4 separate regions of the Sus scrofa genome follow, and all the other regions are linked to region 1. Evidence: chromatin contacts called from public Hi-C and HiChIP or PLAC-seq data. All regions are on one chromosome and are shown on one strand. The core of a region is the stretch at or near the end of the contact, and the rest is flanking DNA. Distances in the headings are between cores, read along the strand shown. Region 1 holds the start of UBE2J1 (ubiquitin conjugating enzyme E2 J1). Region 2 overlaps ANKRD6 (ankyrin repeat domain-containing protein 6). Region 3 holds the start of LYRM2 (LYR motif-containing protein 2). Region 4 holds the start of RNGTT (mRNA-capping enzyme).

Region 1 (2,700 bases), core at 32-2,531:
TCTATTTTTACATAGCAAAGCTTAACCAACCTGATTAACCCTCTTCAACCCCACCTGAAATTCTTTCCTTCCCTTTTATCCTCAGCACTATCCCAATTCTCCCTCTTTTTTTTTTTAGGGTCTGCATTCCTGGTATATGGAAATTCCCAGGCTAGGGGGTCCAGTCCGACTTGCAGCTGTGGGCTTAGGCCACAGCCAGCCGATATTCCGGGTCCTTAACCCATTGAGCAAGGCCAGGGATTGAACCCGCACCCTCACGGATACTAGTCGGGTTCTTAACCCGCTGAGCCACAACGAACTCCCCTCTCTTTTTCTACCTCTTTGCTCCTCTAAGCCTTCAGGACCCACAGTCCTGTCCTCTTTTTCTCCATTCCACTCTACAGTGAAGCCCGAAGTGTTTTTCCTCTGAAGTTAAACTTTTCTTATTTACATGGTTCCCCCAAATTCAATTCTTAAAAAAAAAAAAAAAAAAAAAAAAACCCAAATATTTAAGTGCCTTGCTTCTAAGCACATTTGTCTGGGGGAAAAAAATTGTTAAAAACCCTCCTCAATCCCTTATCACTGGATTTTCCCTTCCCTACTTTAACTGTTTCCACTCCAAACAGCTACTGATCTAAAACGCACTCGGCGGGGTGCAAGAGGACCTGGGAGCCGCGGGCGGCTCTGAACGGGGTCTCCAGGGCCCGGGCCCACACCTCCCGCCACCAGGAGGACCAGGACGCTTCCGGCCGTGCCTGAGCCCCGCGACTTCCTGGGGACCCTGGATGGGCCGGGCGGAAGGTCGACCTCCGGAGGGCCCGGGCGAGAGGAAGACCTGGGCGCCGCCCGCTCTCGCAGATCCCGGAGCCGGCTTCGCAGGGCCGGCGGAGTGACCAGCGGCCGCGCGACCGACTGCCACGAAGCGACTGCCACGTCAGGGTAACTTCACAAAACCCAGGCGAGGGCGGGTGACGCAGGACGGGCGGCCGCGGCGGGGGTGGGCCCGCGGCCAGGCGAGTAGGCTGACCTCCAGCCCGCGCCCGGCTTCAGCGACACCCGGGCCGGCGCTGGCGCCCGCCCGACCCTCAGGGAGGCGGGGGAGCAGCGGAGGAGGCGGAGCCCGCGCCCCGCCCGCGCCCTCCTACCCCGGCCGCAGTCCCCGCCAGGGCTGGGCGGCATCCGCGGAGGCTCCTCGGCCAGGCCGGGTCTGCTGGAGCCGCGCTGACACCCCGGCGGCGGCGGCGCGCAGAGGCAGCGGCGGGCGGCAGGCTGGGAGACCGGAGCCGGGCCAGCGACCTGCCATGGAGACTCGCTACAACCTGAAGAGCCCAGGTGAGCGGAGCTGCGGGCGGGTTGCGGCGCCGCACGGGGCGGGAGGGAGGAGTGACCGGGATCCCGGGCCCCGCGCCGCGGTCTCGTCCGGTCAGCCGCCGCTCGCGGCTCAGCTCCGGGTTTCGCGCTCTACGCGAGGCCGCCGCCTGCCGGGGTGGTGCAGGCCGCGGAGCCAGGCGATCGGGCGGGCATCGGCTGCGAAACCTGCGGACTGCCCGCCGCACCCCGACTGCCCTTCCCTCCATTTCGTTGCGTAGAGCTGGGTTATCCGTTCGGCGCTGAGAACAGGTGTAAAGGTGATGTCTGGGGTAATAGTTAACAGCCTCTTGCCCTACCTGCGCCCGGGACACCGCCTTTAGCCCTTCTTCGTCGCCGCCACCGGACTTTTATTAGCTGTTTGATTCACTCTCCTTTGAGGATTTAGTTTAAATGTTCTGTTTGCAGGATTTGGGGTGAATAGAATGAAGGAAGTGTTCTGGACCAAACCAGTTAACCAAAAAGCTAAGAAAACTAGTAGAGCTAACCATGATTTTTGCCATCCTGACGAGTATGATATATGTCCATATTCAGACATAAAAACTTCCTTTCCTGTATTTAATGCCCCTGTGTCACTCACGGAAGCAGCCAAACAATTCCAGCCTCCACTTCTTTACTAGTGTATTATAAAGATGCACGAAAAGTAACCAGCTCTCTCAGATTAAGACAGGCTTGGAACAAATCTTTGGATTCTATAAAATGGTATTTATTCTTTCCGTACCTTGATAAATGTGTTAGGAGGAGAAACTCTACACTTCAGTTGTAAGTGATAATCCTAGAACATTAGAGATGGTTTGACCAACTCTTGCTGCTCACTTTTTTCCCCTTCCAAAGAAGCAGCTTAGTAAGAATCAGCAAGATTAGCGTGCCCCTGGAAAGAGTATTTTGAGTCCTTGATTTTTTAAAAATATCTTAAAAACATGCAAAGCCTCCAGAAAAGCCGGAGAATACTGGCTGAATAGAGCTTTGTTAACCTGAGTGCTGTCAGACTAAGAAACGTTCTTAGGTAACCAAGTGTTGTAGAATAGGTCATAACATTTTTGGGGGCGGGGCATAGACACATTTAAAAATCTGGCGAAGGCTATTTATAGATTCACTTTCTGTGAATTCATGACCCCTGCCCCCAGCCCATCTCTTAAGAACACCAGAAAAAAGAGGCAGAGGTGGATCAAAGAGAAAGAGGGAAAGAAAAGTTTAATTTTAAGGTTAGGTGTTAGAATGATTCAACTGTTAGGATTGTGCTAGGTTTTTTTTTTGTCTTTTTGTTGTTGTTGCTATTTCTTGGGCCGCTCCCGCGGCATATGGAGGTTCCCAGGCTAGGGGTTGAATCGGAGCTGTAGCCACCGGCCTACG
Region 2 (2,700 bases), core at 182-2,681, 270 kb before region 1:
TCGACCCCTAGCCTGGGAATTTTCACATGCCACTGGTGCGGCCCTCAAAAGACAAAAATAAATAAATAAATAAAAAATGCTGTGTAAGCATTTCACATCAGAAGCAATTTAAACATGCTCTTAAAGATTTCTAAGTTAACAGGCCTTAAAGAAAGAAATCACATGAAAGATTTAAAGAAATCACATCACAGGCCTCCTCTCCTCCCTGACAGCCCGCCCGACATGCTCAGGTAGCGTGTGCAGAACAGGAGTGTGTGCTGAGGTTTCTGATTTCATTTTCTGCCAAGACAGCCCACGGTGAGGACAGTGACCTCTTACCTGGTGCTGGGTCTTACTCTCCATATGCCCCAGCTTGGTGTTCATTTTATCCTGAACTGACACCAGCTCTGCTTTGATCTCCTCCACAGTTGCCTCCAGCTGATTCTCCAGCTTGTTGATTAGGGGTTCACATCGACAACCATTTATCGGCGCCTAAGCGGGAAGCCAAAAAGCAATCAGTCCACCAAGTTCATTCCTTCTGCAAATATGTGTTCAGTACCCACCGTGTGCTGGTCAGCAGACCCGGGGGACACACGTGTGGAGGAGACCCATCCCAGTCGTCCAAGATTCTGGACCATCCTAGAGGCCAAACTTTGGTCCGGTGGGTGCTAAGAGGATTCAGAGACGCTAACATCCAGTCCTCAAGCTGCTTTTATCTACTCTTGGGCCTCAAGATCATCTAGTCACCACAGGTGGTGCAGAAAGCTTTGTAACAACATCTCTGCTGGCCTGGCCTAAATGGCAGGAGGGTACCTGCACTGTTTAGGTGGGGAGGGCCAGCTGGTTCATCTGTAAAGCACATGCCTTCTGTAGTCAAAGTGGAGGTTAGCCCACAGGGGCCATGTCGCACAGACACCTCACTTACGCCCACAGTCCTGCCCTGACAGGGCCGGGCAGGTACCTGCATCACTTTGCCGTCCTTGCCCCGGTACAGCGTGTAGAGCTGGTATGCTCTGAACTCATGCGGAGGAGGTGGGGGCGAACAGCGACGCCTGGGCCTCTTTTTAGGGTGACTGTGAGTGTGTGTGTTCTTCTGCTGTCCGGGCTGCTGGTCTGCTGGTGGGGTGGGGTCAGAAAATGCCGACACCTGTGGGAGACAAGGAGACTGCCACCCTGAGCACTGTGACATCAGCAAGGCTGAAGCCCAGCCAGCGGGTCCCCCCTCGCCCGCTTTGCAGTGAAGAACCCCGCCTTACTAATAAGCTCACGGCTTTCTACTCCAGGTACCAGGCATCAAAAGAGGTGTATCAGCACGCTAACCTCGTGCCTGCAGCTGGCCACGCCCAACTCTGCTCCGGCTCCAAACCAGCAAGCCAGCCAAGGGAAGTGGCTCTTTAGCTGCTGGGCATGACACTATCACGGGGCTCTTGGCCAACCCGCCTCTCCGCCCTCTTGGCTGCTCTCACGTGCCTCCTGACCTTGGGCCTGGACTTTCTCTGCCTGCAGTCCTTGGCTCTGGGTTCCGGGGAGGCGGACAGGCAATCTTCTTTGGCCTCTTCTTTTCTGGGTGCAGCCTGTTCACTGCTATGGGTGTCTCCTGCTGAGACACTTCCCTACAGAGAAAAAAAAGCCCAGAAACCTCTTCTACTTGACCCCTCAGCCTTCTTCAATAATAGCATAAAACTTCCAAGACTCTATCCACTAAAGGACCCCCTGGGAATATTTGCCAGTGACAAATTTCAGACACAGGGAGCACTGCTTGGTGGTCTTAACTGAACACGTGTGCTTTCCCAAGTAAGTTGATTATCTGGCTTTTACTTTATTTATTAAGTGCCAACTAGACATAGCCTTGGGTCTAATTCTATGTTTAAGAACTTCAGGAACCTACCACACACAAAACACCTCAGCGTTTACGATTTTTAGTCTTCTGCATTTCCAAAAAAATCCCCAACCCCATTTATTCTTTGAGCTTGGACCCTCATAATTCATAGAGGAGAGTGAGAACCCTCTGAAATGAGAAAACATCACGTGTCTGGTCCTTGTGAGAACTTTTACAAATTAATTTGTACAATTCACACACAGGAACTTAATCAGAGTTATGAGGTCTTAACCCTGGAAACTGATAAGATTTTCAAACGGACATAAAAGTTGCCAAACGTTATCTCTATATCCTAGTCTTCTTCCTCCTGGGAGAGCTAAAAGGTATGGTATGGTTCCTTCCAGGGCTGCCATGTACAGTTGTGCAAGATGTTCACTGCACAAAGGCACCTACCCAAAGACATGAGCAGGGCAGAAGGAGCTAAAGTCCAACCTGGGCTCTATGCAAGTCCTGGGCTGGTCTGCCCAGGAGGCATCTTCTTCTCATTTGCACTGAGGAGCCATATGGGCTAGCATAGCCTCAGTTTACTCCCTCATTGGAAAGAGAGGTGGCAAGCTATGCCAGCGGTGTTCCAACTTCCATCCCCATTGAAATTACCTGGGAGGCTTGTTCAAACAGACTGCTGGGCCCCACCCCAGAGTTTCTGATCCAGTGGGTCTGGGGTAAGGCCCCCAAATCTGCATTTCTAACAAGGTTCTAAGTAACACAGTGGATCCACCCCTTGAAAACCACTGCTCTACACGAAGAAGGCGCGGTGGCAGAGAAGCAGGGCTGTCCACATGGAAGTGACAAGGCCACAGGTGCAGGGGACTTGTAAATACAGCTGCACGGGGTGCTGGAAG
Region 3 (2,700 bases), core at 119-2,618, 290 kb before region 1:
CTAATCCACTCATTGTGCCACAGAGGGAACTCCCTGTATTTTAAGTAGGAACAATTCCATTTTATTTTTATATTTTTGGAGTTTTTAGGGCTGCATCCCTGACATACAGAGGTTCTCAGGCTAGGAGTTGAATTGGAGCTGCAGCTGCCGGCCTGCACCACAGCCACAGCAACCCCAGATCCGAACCATGTCTTCGGCTTACACCTCACGGCAAGGCCAGATCCTTAACCCACTGAGCAAGGCCAGGGATTGAATTGCAGCCGCATGGATACTAGTATGGTTACCGCTGAACCAAAATGGGAATTCCATAATTCTATTTTTAAAAGTAGGAAGGATTCACTAACCCCACTTGCAGTTAATATAACCTAAGAGTCTATAGAGTGTGCTGAGGGGAGGCTAAAACAAGTACAGGGAAATAAAATCTTAAGGTATAGGGATATTCAGTTCCTTGTTATTTGGGATACAAAAATTCATAAAACTGCAATGGGGCAAGCATTGTTTTTTTGGTCTTTTTGCCTTTTCTAGGGCCACTTCCTGTGGCATATGGAGGTTCCCAGACTAGGGGTCTAATCGGAACTGTAGCCACCGGCCTGAGCCAGGGCCACAGCAACGCGGGATCCGAGCCGCGTCTGCGGCCTACACCACAGCTCACGGCAATGCTGGATCATTAACCCACTGAGCAAGGGCAGGGACCGAACCCGCAACCTCATGGTTCCTAGTCCGATTCGTTAATCACTGCACCACGACCGGAACTCCTGGGGCAAGCATGTAAAGACTTGTTAACTAATTACTATTACTACGACTACAGTGCCCAGAAAAAGGCTCGAAAAAGAACAGGATGAAAACTAGAAAAAAGAAAGAGCAAGACGCTAAATTTAAGAGAAATTGGTATTTTATATTTTACTGTATATATATATATATATATATATATATTTTTTTTTTTTTTTGCTTTTTAGGGCTACACCTGCAGCATATGGAAGTTCCCAGACTAGGGGTCAAATCGGAACTACAACTGCCAGCCTATGCCACAGCCACAGTAACGCGGGATCCAAGCAGGGTCTGCAACCCACATCAGAGTTCACGGCTTAGTATTCTAAATTATATATACTAAATCTTAAAAGGAATACAGTCGTTTCTCCCCTCACTTCCCAAAACCTTAACTTAAACTTCTTAACCACATGCCAGGATCTGTGCTAAATACCTTGCTACTATTTCATTCTCATAACAATCTGAAAAAACTGTTGTTTCACGGATGAGAAAACTTGGCTGATAACTACTTGACTACAAACCCTTGGCCTTCAGAGAGACCGCGGGGCTCTCCAGGCCTAGGCACAAGCTGCAGGCCGTCTCCCAGGAAACCGAGCTCGCCCCGCCCCCTCACTGCCTCACGTCCGCTCCTGCGCGCTGGGGCCCTGGAGAACCAAGCTGACTGGAGGACATGGCCACTTCTCGCTTACCCCCAGCGACGCTAACGCTAAAACAGGTACCAGCTGTTCTCGCCGGCCTCTTAGGGCAGCTTTCCGGTGAGCCGAGCTAAGCTCGATTCTCCACGCTCCCAGAACCCAGTCTACAGAGTGGGCCTCTGGACGACCAGGCGGGTGACCCTAGCGCGCCGCACTCTGATTGGCACGGGCATGGGGGCGGGGCTTCGAGCCGCGCAGCCAACAGGAAGCGCAGGGGGGCGGGGCGACCCTTCAGTCCCTGATTTGGGAGGCAGGTCAGGCTTTGTGTTTCTGTGCCCCGACACCTCAGCTGCCCAGCGGCCACGGTAAAGACTATTCTGCCTGTTCTGAGCTTTGGGAAGGAGCAGATGCGGTTACCAAGGGATTTTTAACTACTTCCTTAATTTAGGAAAATTATTCTTGCAGTGGTTACAGTTTCTAGGAGACTGGTAGCCCTTTTCTGCCCAGTGGGCAGCTTTCGAGGTTAAGGGTTCTTATGTTTGACAAAGGAGCAAGCAAACAGACCAGATAAACTTACTGCTGCTGTTTTCTTAAAGGGGGGGGGTTGTTTTTCTTTGCCCCTTTTAAAACTGAGGACCAAAGCGAAGTCATCCAGTAAGTTTGGTTTGCTAAAGTAAAGCCCTCGGCTGTGGACGGTGCAGCTCTAATTGCCATTTCTACTCTCCTGACCAGTTCATGAGAAGGCAGCAAGTTCTCCTCCTCTACAGAAGGATTTTGCAAGCAATTCGGCAAGTTCCAAATGATTCTGATCGCAGATACCTGAAGGACTGGGCAAGGGAAGAATTCAAAAGAAACAAAAATGCCACCGAAGAGGTGAGACCAAGATGATAGTGAGGGAGGGCCCTGGCCCTTTTGTATTGATTAGTGAGTTTTTTAAAAAAGTCTAGTAGATATCTTGGACTTTATCACTGAGATGGTGTATCTTGATTATTGTTCTTAATACTACTTATTTTTCACTTTCTTAAAAGAAATTTTAACTTTTACAAACTTTGCTGAATCTACACTCCACAGTATCATCACCCGACTTTTCTGGTAAACTAACTGCACACACACAGGAAAAGATAAAAATTAGAGCATGATGATTTGGGAAGTACATCAGGGGTGTATGAAGGAACGGCACACCTGTGAACTGAAGTTTGGCGCTTGCCGTCAGCCTCTACATGGATTAAATTATGCAGCTGCCAACCCATAGTACTCCGCGTGGAGCTCGGTGAAAATCAGGAGTGAAGCACTCTGT
Region 4 (2,700 bases), core at 101-2,600, 300 kb after region 1:
GGAATGAGCTCCCTGGGTGACACAGTGTGTGAGGAGGACAGTCTCCAAGGGGAGTCATCCCCAGGAAGGGAAAGTGAGGTATTTTCCCAGGACCAGGCTCACCTTTTCCATCCTTGGAGATTTGGGGAATCAAACATTGCACCACTCTGGGCTTGGTACCAACTCTGTCCTGCCAGCAGAAGATAGAACAGGGCATCATCTGGGCAGATTGCTGCTCTGTAAGGAAACAGGCTTATCTGGTCCTGTCGGCAGAGGAATGATGTTTTTTCCCCAAAGATCTCAGCAGATGTAACCACAGCACAGATCGCCAGGATGACCTAACTCAGGCTCTCTCAGAGAGACAGCCATTGGGCCCTCTCTATTTACTGGGAGGATTCTGATCTTACTGAGATCGTCCAGGCATTCAAGGGCTGAACTGTTGGGCCAGTTTCCCATCGACGCTTTATGATGCCTTCTCCCAAACCTCAAGCTCTTGCAGGTCAGATATAGCACAGGTACTTAAAACCAAACTGCTGAGTTATAACTTGCCAGCATCCAGCTTCATATGTAATACTTTAACTAAATTAGTCTGGTAACTTGCTAATGGACATAGTTTATAAAGCGCCTCCAGTCACCCGTGTTTAACTCGAAGGGAGAGACAGTTTGGTAAAGCAGAGAACACCGCCATGTAGTGGTACTCTGCTCTCCGATTCCTGCCTTTGCCAATTATACACATTAGTAATTTTGAGACATGGACCCTCTGAGACTCCCAAATATGATATAAAATTTTCTCTAGAAATGTACAGACAAAACTCATAAAAAATGTTTTGGGATTAATTTCAGATGTTTCATGGATCCCTAGAAGTACTCTGAAAAAAAGAAACTCATTTCCGATGCTCCAGTCTCTCGCCCTTAGAATTTCTCTAAAGCTGGTTTCCCTAATCCACGGCAGAAAGAACTTTCCAAATTCCCATTCAAACTCAGATTCTGTCGGGACGCCAAATTTGACCGAGGAATGGCGATCAGGCCCTTGAGCTATGACAACAGAGGAAAGGCCCCTTTCTTAGTAAAACGGATGCATTTATGAAATCTGCGGACCAGTCTACGTGTGGAAAGAGGCTTGGTTTCACGATTTCTGGAGTCTCCATTTGCTGCCTAGAAAGGAAAATAAGAGTCGCCCTGCGGGACTCCAAACTGTGGCAGCAGCGCATGCGTGGAACCACCCTAAGAAAGGGGCTGGGATGGGACCCGCGCGGGGCGGGTCGAAGGAAGACCGCCCCTTTAGTTCTGGGCGTTAACTCCTTCCCACCCCTCCCCCGAGCTGTCTCTCTTCACCTCTGACCTCGGAAAGAAGTGGGTGGGGCCTTTGGGGGCGGAAGTAGCGGTGCATTGTGGGTTAGTCTAGAGTTGAGCGGAATGAAAGTGGCGCGCGGTCGCTGACAGTAGCCCGGGTCGGGGCTGCTCGGGTTCGGACGCTGGCCGGGATTCGGGTGCCTCGGACCTCGGGTGCAGAGCGAACCGCGAGGAGGCGGCGGCGGAGGCGCGGCGAGCGTTGGTGGAGGGGGCGGCTGTGCGCGGCCCCAAGACATGGCTCACAACAAGATCCCGCCGCGGTGGCTGAACTGTCCACGGCGAGGCCAGCCGGTAGCAGGTAAGCGGGACGGGGGGGTGGCGTTCGAGTGCCTGAGCACCCGCGGGTCCATGGGTGGGCTGAGGGGGCGCAGCTTGCGATAGTTCAGTGTCTGGTGGTGGTGTTTCAGGACCGAGATGTGCTCGGTCCGATGAAGCTTCGTGGATGAGTGTTTGGGAACCTGGACCGGAGCAAGTGGGGGCACTTGTCAATATCCAGTAAGGCTGAGTGTTGCCATCGGGAAGGTAGATAGGGGGTTTGTGTGGCAGGAGCTGAGGACTAAAGAACTCAGTGGGCAATACTTTTCAGCTTAGGAGTTTGTGAAAGGTTCTCGGAAGGGGAGGGGACAAGTGTCAGTTTTGAGATGAAGGAGGTTGCTAAAGAGGAGGAGGAGGGGCAGTTTTTAAGCGGTGAAATTGATCTACACTGAGACTGGAGGTTTGTTTTTGTTTTGTTTTGATTTTTTTTTAACATGACTCACGTTGAGGGCTTTTTCATCTTTGACTTTGACACAACAGACTTTAAATTTAAAGCCTGATAAATTTTGACTTCCACGCGCGCAGGTACACACACACCCTGTGAATCACAATCAAGGTAGTAAACACATTCAGCACCTTTTATGGTTTCCTCCTGCGTTTTGTGATCTCCCCCGCGCCCTCAACCAGTGATCTGCTTTCTGTCGCGGTAGATTTAGTTTGCATTTTGTATGCTCTTTTTTGGGGGGGGGGAATCCTCTGTTTTCTTTCACTCAGCATTACTGTTTTGAGATTTATGCATGTTCTGGTATGTATCAATAGTTCGCTCTTTTTATTTCTTAGTATTCTGTTGTTATGAATACAGATTAGTTTATCCATTTACTTTTTGATGGTCCTTTGGGTTGTTTCCAGTTTTTGACAGTTGCAGACTAATTTGCTGTGAACATTCACCTACCTTTCTTTGTATGCACATGTGCTTTCATTTCCCCTGTGTAAATTTTTAGGAGAGCAATGCATCATATGGTATGTGTGCATTTAACCTTAAAAAATACCAAATTCTTTCCCACAGTTATAATATTTTGCATTCCTGCTATCAGTGTATGAGAGTTCTGTTTG

Evidence for each region. Hi-C and Micro-C count contacts between places; a contact is called where the count stands out from the background. HiChIP or PLAC-seq counts read pairs in DNA pulled down with a chosen protein or histone mark.
Region 2: an H3K27ac HiChIP or PLAC-seq map of skeletal muscle shows a contact between it and region 1. The contact joins the enhancer-like site here to the promoter of UBE2J1 in region 1. A contact is called at or near these places in 2 of 5 promoter capture datasets (fetal liver and liver), 7 of 47 Hi-C or Micro-C datasets (embryonic fibroblasts, heart right ventricle, liver and 1 more) and 1 of 2 datasets of contacts at active chromatin or transcription factors (skeletal muscle).
Region 3: a contact with region 1 is called in an H3K27ac HiChIP or PLAC-seq map of alveolar macrophages. The contact joins the promoter of LYRM2 here to the promoter of UBE2J1 in region 1. A contact is called at or near these places in 1 of 5 promoter capture datasets (fetal liver), 3 of 47 Hi-C or Micro-C datasets (embryonic fibroblasts, mesenchymal stem cells and skeletal muscle) and 2 of 2 datasets of contacts at active chromatin or transcription factors (alveolar macrophages and skeletal muscle).
Region 4: a contact with region 1 is called in a Hi-C map of skeletal muscle, with 6 times the contacts expected there. The contact joins the promoter of RNGTT here to the promoter of UBE2J1 in region 1. A contact is called at or near these places in 2 of 5 promoter capture datasets (fetal liver and liver), 17 of 47 Hi-C or Micro-C datasets (alveolar macrophages, blood, brain and 10 more) and 2 of 2 datasets of contacts at active chromatin or transcription factors (alveolar macrophages and skeletal muscle).

What each region holds. Positions count from the first base shown.
Region 1 is chr1:57,362,844-57,365,543 of Sscrofa11.1, reverse strand. It overlaps UBE2J1 (ubiquitin conjugating enzyme E2 J1), which reads left to right and starts at 1,281. Exons shown (of 8, transcript NM_001077219.1): 1 at 1,281-1,311. The coding sequence starts at 1,281.
Region 2 is chr1:57,632,437-57,635,136 of Sscrofa11.1, reverse strand. ANKRD6 (ankyrin repeat domain-containing protein 6) reads right to left here. Exons shown (of 16, transcript XM_021089998.1): 11 at 1,458-1,592; 12 at 941-1,126; 13 at 319-471. Among named protein-coding and RNA genes, the nearest start is that of LYRM2, 21 kb to the left of the region's middle. Within about 2 kb of position 1,431, at least 5 of the 83 cell types and tissues checked have an H3K27ac peak or open chromatin away from gene starts, as enhancers often do. A contact at or near this core is called in skeletal muscle, where this site is marked.
Region 3 is chr1:57,653,563-57,656,262 of Sscrofa11.1, reverse strand. It overlaps LYRM2 (LYR motif-containing protein 2), which reads left to right and starts at 1,368. Exons shown (of 3, transcript XM_003121299.4): 1 at 1,368-1,483; 2 at 2,136-2,276. The coding sequence starts at 1,439.
Region 4 is chr1:57,060,635-57,063,334 of Sscrofa11.1, reverse strand. It overlaps RNGTT (mRNA-capping enzyme), which reads left to right and starts at 1,350. Exons shown (of 16, transcript XM_021089928.1): 1 at 1,350-1,630. The coding sequence starts at 1,567.